Linked DNA regions of Mus musculus: region 2 is linked to region 1. Evidence: chromatin contacts called from public HiChIP or PLAC-seq data. All regions are on one chromosome and are shown on one strand. Each heading gives the region's core, a stretch centred on a gene start, on an enhancer-like site or on the middle of the called end of the contact. The rest is flanking DNA. Distances are from core to core; before and after follow the strand shown.

Region 1 (3,527 bases), core at 618-3,117:
CTGGAAATAGAATCATGGTATTGATCTGGAAAGCACCTGTGGAGAAGGTAGCCTTCGTTGGGTTCTACACTGGATCCTGAGTGTACAGAAGAAATAAGAACAGGTCTCGCCTCCTGGGACTTCAGAGGGAGCATGCTAAGGAAATGTGCCAACGCTGCCTGTGGTGGGCCTGCGGTGAAAGTCTGCACACACAGCTGGTAAACACAGTTGGTACCCAGGACTGACACACTCACTACGCAAGGAATCCTGAAAAACAAAGTGTTTCTCCTACACAACAAGCCTTCTAGCGGGTATCCCTGCATGTTGGAAAGAGACCTGTTGCCTTATGTGTTTCAAAGGAACATGTAGGCTTTCACTTAAATTAGACTTGATATCACGGGCAGGTGGACACGAGGGGCCACTGGATCAGCAGACACTGGTGGGAGGCCTGGAGAAGAGGAAGGCTTAGGAAATTTCCACTAAGCTCAGGCCAGATGGAGCAGATATCCCTCAGATAACAGCCCACTGGCTCCTTCCTGGGCCGCCCATTTTCTAATGCTCCCAGGGCCAGTGGCCAGGCAGCTGTCCCCTAGCCCACAGACATAGAGCAATAGGCCCGAGAAGTGGGTCATGGCCAAGTAAAAGTGGTGTTGATAACTTTGTGTCATAACCAACGAACTAGAGACCAGGTTAACATTGAGTGGACTACACCATTGATCTCTTGGTTGGTTTTGACCTTATCCATGAGTCCAACTTCCACAAGACTGGCATGGTATCTATTAGCTATTGACAAGTTTTCTTTCATAAATCGTAACAGCTTCCTTTTCCCCTATAGCACATGTAGGGAATGTATTATCTATGGAATAAAATATGTTTATGAGTGATTTTCAAACAAACAAACTTGCAGAAAGCCCCTTTCTCCACAGGCCAAAGGGAAACAGATACAAACTAAGCCTTCTCAATTAAATTAGCATGCCTAAATTAAACATTCCTTTTATCTATGTCGCCTTCCTTCTCTTCCTTGTTGTGGCCGGGGGTGGGTATGACAGTGAAGCAGGGCTTGTTTTCTTGCTTTCAAGAATCTGCAAGTAATTGGGGTTGAATCTTGTCACAGGGAAAAGCTTTAGAGCTCAGCTTAACAAGCAGACTCATAAAGGAAGCCTTCCCTGGACCATCTGCTTGCTGCAGGCCATGACAACAGATCCCTTAAACATAGCGAAGCTAGGGAGGAGGGGAGGTGGGTGTGAGGAAGGAGGTAGGGCGCTTTCACAGAGACGGGAGACGGGAGACGGTAGACGGGGCTTCCCGTTGAGACTTGAAGGATAAATAGGAGTGTGTGGCACACTTAAACATTAACAAAGGCTCATAAAACATGAACCAGGACCCATGGTGCAGATGAGTCGAGGAGAAACGAGCTTGGATCAGCACTGTGCTTTTAAGACAAGCAGAGAGGGACTGGGCATGATAGCCAAGTGAGATTTCCCTCCAGGGTCCAACTAGGGTTCATGTTCCAGTTGCTGCCCTTGAAGATACCAAGAGGTCCCATCTTCCCCATTAGCAGTAGAGATGGCTTTTTAAAAGGTGAGCTAATGGCTTGCAGAAAGCTTTTTATAACTCAGAGGTTAAAACAGGGAGGCTGCGGCTCCTTTCACAGTTAACCGGAGAGTTCTTGACCAGCACTCGTTCCCCAAGCTGGCTTGAGTTTGGGGTTCACTATACCCAGTTTCTTTACTGCTTTGTGCATCTTCCAAAGCTCTCCTTCCACTCTGAGCTGCTGGGCTCCTGCCTCTACAGCGACATTTTCTTCCCTTCCTCTCTCCCTTCCCGCCTTCTCAGCTGTCAGAACCTGACTCAGCCGGAGCTGTGTGGGAACAGCATGGAGTGAATCACCGAGCAGTGATTCTGAAGGGGACCTGATTACCCCCTAGTCCGCCAGGCACATCTTGTTCCTGCCTAGCTGACCATTTTCATGGAAGCTATTTTTTGTGTATGAGACCGTTACTCCTGGACTCCAGGCAGAGTATAAAAAGCAGAGCGATAGCTCATGGGGTAGTTGGTCAGAATCATATTTCCCAGGGCACTGACCGGGATTTTGACAAGACACAGCTGGCTGAGGGAGTATGCTGGAAAACTTAGCCCTGGGGTGAGGAAGAAGAGGAGGAGGGCCCTTTAAATAGCAGGTGGCTTCACTGTTTCTATAAATGAGATGGTACGTTTCCACTGAGCGCTGATTACAAAGATGGTCTTTTATTAGACAGCTGTACCAACCCATAGGCCAGCCCTTGAGGCTCTATCAGGGAAAATTTCCCTGCGGCTCATAAACATGCTTGGATGCACATCTCTGTTCAGTGCCAGGGCTGTTTGTTACTGATTTCTGCCTGTGGATTCTGCGCAGGCCACAAATGAGGGGCCTGTCAGGGATGGAGGGAGAGTCATGGGCCAGAGCCTTGTTTCAAACACTGCCAGACTTAGTTATCCTCTCCATTTGTGTATTTATCTTAGAGCAGGTTGTCCTCTAAGACACTGTTGAGACACTGAAGAGAAACACAAGTGCTCTGTCCTAAGAGAGAGAGAGGAGAGGGGAAAAGGAGGTGGAGGAGGCCTTCAAAGCCCTGTAGATCTCTCCGTGAAGGAATGCTGAACGCACCTTTAATCAACTCAGAACTCCCCCTTGAAAATGCAGAATGATGTGGGTGGCGTGTGAGCTGTGCATCACCCCTGGGTGAACTGCCTGCTTTGCAGTAACTTTGCTCTTAGGAAACTGAGATTCGTGGCCCATGGCTCCTTAGAGTGATCCAACCCATTGGACAACATTCCTGAAAACACAGTGGTCTGCGTGGTTGTGAAGTCAACCTTGGTCGGTCAAAACCTCCCTGGCCATGTCTCCACACCCCTCCACTGTTGTCTCTTAATTTGACACAAATCATAGCAGCTAATACCAAGAATCTACTTGATTTTTATCATATTGTCTAACACCTTAGATTTTTTTAAGCTTTATTTTATATCACTTAGATGTACAATAAACTAGAGCATGCACACAGCCCTAAGTTCAACCTACAAAATGTAAAATAAACTTTATTTAACTTATAATTATTGTTGCTACTGTTGTTATTGTGGGGGGAGGCATATGCATACCACAGTGTGAGTGTAGAGGTCAAAGGATAAGTTTGTAGAGTTGATTTTCTTCTCCCATCTTTACATGTGTTTGGGGATTGAACTCAGGTTAGCAGTCTTAAGCAGCAAACACCTCTAACCAATAAGAGCCATCTTGCTGGCTCTAATTCTAACAACTCTGTGAAATGCATTGTATTTTCAAACCAAGCGACCAAGACTCACTCACAGAGTCACTGGTGGAAAGTGGTATGGCCAGAAGTTAATCCCAAGTGGATGAATTATGCTGGCACGGCCAAGTCTATTCCCCAGTCCTCCCTTGTCCATGCTAAGCCCTTCTGTGAGACAATAGTAGAGGCCACTACTCAAGAAGTAGCTACAAAATAAAGGACTGGTCCACACACACTATACTAATTCAGTTCTTAGCTTTCACAGTT
Region 2 (3,653 bases), core at 41-2,540, 190 kb after region 1:
TCCTACAAGAACTGCATGGCTTAATCAAGTTATGTGTGCACTCTAAGTGTCTTGGATCAGTTCTTTGTTCTACAACACAAGTGTAACTCCCAGATCCTGCTCAGCATGCACTGTCAAAACCACCTTCAGGCTCTGAACAGAGCATTCTTTTTATTAAAAATTAAATTCCATCTAAGAGTTTCACAGAGTCTGTGTATTTCTCGAACACATACAATTGGGGCAATTCACACCAACCAGTGTTTCTATTACAGGTTACTAATCAGTACAGATTAACCGTGTTAATAGCTGTTAACACAGCAAAGCCCTATAGTACTAAACTATGTACTATGATGGTAGTGTGACTTCACAAAAACCATACGCTAAACACGTTAAATTTCCAATCCTGTTTGACCTGCACAATTTTTCCTCTTCCTCTTATCAACAAACTAATTACTTTAAACAACGCTCAAATAGGGCAAAACAAGAAACTTAAATCACAGATACCAGGAAACACATTGCCCCTTGTGTTCTTAAGCAGTTAAAGAAAGGAGAGCCCAACCACAAATATGACTAGGAAAAGTGAATTCGACCATCAGCCAGTCCTGACCTGACTGAGATGACTCCATGCTGTTTAATTGTCTCAGAGATAAATGCCTTCCACAAGAGTTCGTTAATTTAGACATTTACCTTGGGTCTCCACTGCCTTTTGGAACTCCAAGAGGGAGTATCAAGACAGTCTTACTCTTTCGGTCTAGGGAGTGAGGAGAGGGCGGGAGGCGACATGAGAACTAGCGAGAAGACAGATCAGAGAAAGGCCAACATTCTTCCCAAAGTCCGGCGGCCTGGGAACGCCCCTAATCCAGGGAGCTCCGGGGGAGCGCCAGGCTCTCCCGCGCAAAACACAGCGCCAGTCTCAGCCAAGTTTCACGCGCCCGGCCGGGGACCGGGGCCTGCACTCGTGCATCCCCACCGAAGCCCTGAAACTCACCGGCGTCCACGCCGAAGGGCCGAGCGGGGCCCAGCGGCACTGCCCGCCAACACGCTCCCAGGCCGGAGCTGCCGCCCGAGCAGGCAGAGGTAGGAGCAGCCAGCGGCCCGGCGCAGCGAGGCCCAGCTCGGGCGGGCAGGGCGGCGGAGAGTCACGAGCCTAAGGCCAGGCCCGCGCGGCCGTGGAAGGCTGGGGGTGGCGACAACAAAAAGAAAGGGGGGTGGGGGAGGAAAAAAAAAAAAAGGCGGAAGACTAAAAAGTCGCCGAAAAGGCGGCGTAGACAACCCTGTCACAGGACCCGGAAGATCAACGTGACCCCGGAAAGGAATCATCAGCGGGAGCGAAAGGTCAGACTTCCGGCAGCCGACACTGGAGAGCGCGTTTGCTGAGCTGCGCAGGCGCACAGCCCCACCCTGGTCCAGCCAGGGAGTCTGCGGCGGCTGCTGAGATGGTGGCGAGGGAAGGTACAGCCCGGCCCTTCCGCAGGGCAGTAGGCCACCCCGCTCCGCTGGCGCCGCCTCCTAAGTTACGTGCCGCTGGCCATTTCCAGGAGGCCTGTTCTGTCCATGGAGGGCCTTCCAGGAGATATCCAAAACCAACCTTCCCATTGCTGGAAAGATCAGTATGAAATCGTGGGTGATGTTCTCCTCAACAACAAACAAACAAAAACAGTTTCTTGGAGACAAAATCATGCCTCTAAGGCCCCCAAAACCACCCACACATTACCCTGCCCTAGCTCGCACTCACTTGTCTAACAAATACCCACCATTGTTTCTCATTGAGAGAACTTTAGTATCTGGTGAAACTGTCTAAACTGCTTGATTTATTGATGAATATCTGTAAACAATAGCCCTGTTTTGTCCCCGTAGAATCTGACCGTTCCCAATCCCGAAAGTAATGATTTGTTTACTGCTTTTTGGTTTTCTTGTTATTTATTCTGGGTTTTTTTCCCCCATTGTTTTTAGTTTGGTTGTTTTTTTGTTTTTGTTTTGTTTTTGTTTTGTCGGGACAGGGTTTCTCTGTATAGCCCTGGCTGTCCTGGAACTCACTTTGTAGACCAGGCTGGCCTCGAACTCAATAGTTATTCAATTTTTAATTTTTCTACCTTAATTCACAAACTGAGGTCATTTCTGTGATAATACTTAGAGTCGTTTGATAACTTACTATATGAATAATAACTTAACTGAATCCCACTTATTTCGATAAAGAGTTTTCGTTTCACTTGACTTGCAAAGTCTTTATAAATTATATTTGAATCATTTAAATAATTTTTTAAAAAACTTGTCACGTGCTTCCGAGTATCATCTGATGTGGTAAATGTTAATTGTGCTTTGGTAATAAAGTATGTTCAGTTATTGTGTAGAGTATTTTATAAATGTCAGTTAAGTTGATCTTCAACATGGCTCTGGTTTCCTGTCTTGCTTGTCTTTTCGGGCATAAAAAGGGCATATAAGAAGGCTAGGGCCAAGACAGGTGTGGTGGTGCACGCCTTTAATCCCAGCACTTGGGAGGCAGAGGCAGGCGGATTTCTGAGTTCAAGGCCAGCCTGGGCTACAGAGTGAGTTCCAGGACAGCCAGGGCTACACAGAGAAACCTTATCTCGAAAAACCTAAAACAAACAAACAAAAATGTCAGCCTATCATGTATGAGTCTCTGGGTTCAATACCCAGCACTGAAAAAGTACTGAAATATGGCTATAATTATGGCTCATTCTCTATTTCTTTTCTGTCTGTCAGCTGCTACTGCCCTTATTTATCACCCGCCAGAGAAAGTTTTTATTGTTATGGAAAGATCTACATTGTAAACTGACCTACTTTTTGCTGTTATTATTACTCTGAAGTACGTTCTTTCTGAGCATAATGCAGGTATTCCAGCTTTATGGTGGATAGTATTCATGTGCATTTTAAAAGGGAGACTGTATTTATGAATTTTCTCCTCACTCTAACCAAAATATCTGATAGAAAGGTTTCAGTTGGCTCATGGCTTCAGAAATTTCAGTGCAGTGTAGCTAGGAAGTCATGAAAGAGTTCACCACAGCCAACAGCATGCTCACACCTGCCCAGTACCAAACTGATTCATCTTCACGAACTTCTATACAATTAGAATGGCTGTTTTAAACCATGAAGCTCCACTTAGGACTTCACATTTCCACTACCAATTACATTGTATACACTTCACCACCACATACACATTAAAGAGTTTTTTAAACTTAAAAAAAAAAACTATGACAGAATTGGCTCACAAATATGAAACACCAATAACTACTTTTAAAACTGTTCAACATCCCTAGTTATCAGAGAACTGTAAATTAAAATTACTTTGAATAAGTTAATTCTCACTCCAGACAGAATGCTATCATCAAGAAATCTGACAATAAATGTAGAAGAGGATGGAGGGTGAAAAAAAAAAACCTTACCCTGGTGGCAAAGCAAATCAATGAGCCAGTATGAAACTCAGTTGTGGGGGGCTGGAGAGATGGCTCAGTGGTTATGAAAGAAAATAAAACTTGAGACCTGTGATTTTTTTTTTTTTTTTTTTTTTTTGGTTCTTCGAGACAGGGTTTCTCTGTATAGCCCTGGCTGTCCTGGAACTCACTTTGTAGACCAGGCTGGCCTCGAACTCAGAAATCCGCCTGCCTCTGCCTCCCAAGTGCTGGGATTAAAGGCGTGTGCCACCACACCCAGCT

Evidence for each region. HiChIP or PLAC-seq counts read pairs in DNA pulled down with a chosen protein or histone mark.
Region 2: an H3K27ac HiChIP or PLAC-seq map of SST interneurons shows a contact between it and region 1, with 4 times the contacts expected there. The contact joins the promoter of Tent2 here to the enhancer-like site in region 1. A contact is called at or near these places in 6 of 39 promoter capture datasets (the 3T3-L1 cell line, 3T3-L1-derived adipocytes, the C10 cell line and 3 more), 1 of 15 datasets of contacts at CTCF or cohesin (large pre-B cells), 5 of 484 Hi-C or Micro-C datasets (cerebral cortex, cortical neurons, forebrain and 1 more), 13 of 115 datasets of contacts at active chromatin or transcription factors (the 230-238 cell line, the NIH/3T3 cell line, SST interneurons and 8 more) and 3 of 9 other capture datasets (adipose tissue, liver and pancreatic islet).

Annotation. Positions count from the first base shown.
Region 1 is chr13:92,998,889-93,002,415 of GRCm38.p6, forward strand. No RefSeq gene overlaps it. Among named protein-coding and RNA genes, the nearest start is that of Gm41019, 5.2 kb to the right of the region's middle. Within about 2 kb of position 1,868, at least 49 of the 459 cell types and tissues checked have an H3K27ac peak or open chromatin away from gene starts, as enhancers often do. A contact at or near this core is called in SST interneurons, adipose tissue, cerebral cortex and 4 more, where this site is marked.
Region 2 is chr13:93,191,127-93,194,779 of GRCm38.p6, forward strand. It overlaps Tent2 (terminal nucleotidyltransferase 2), which reads right to left and starts at 1,291. Exons shown (of 15, transcript NM_133905.3): 1 at 968-1,291.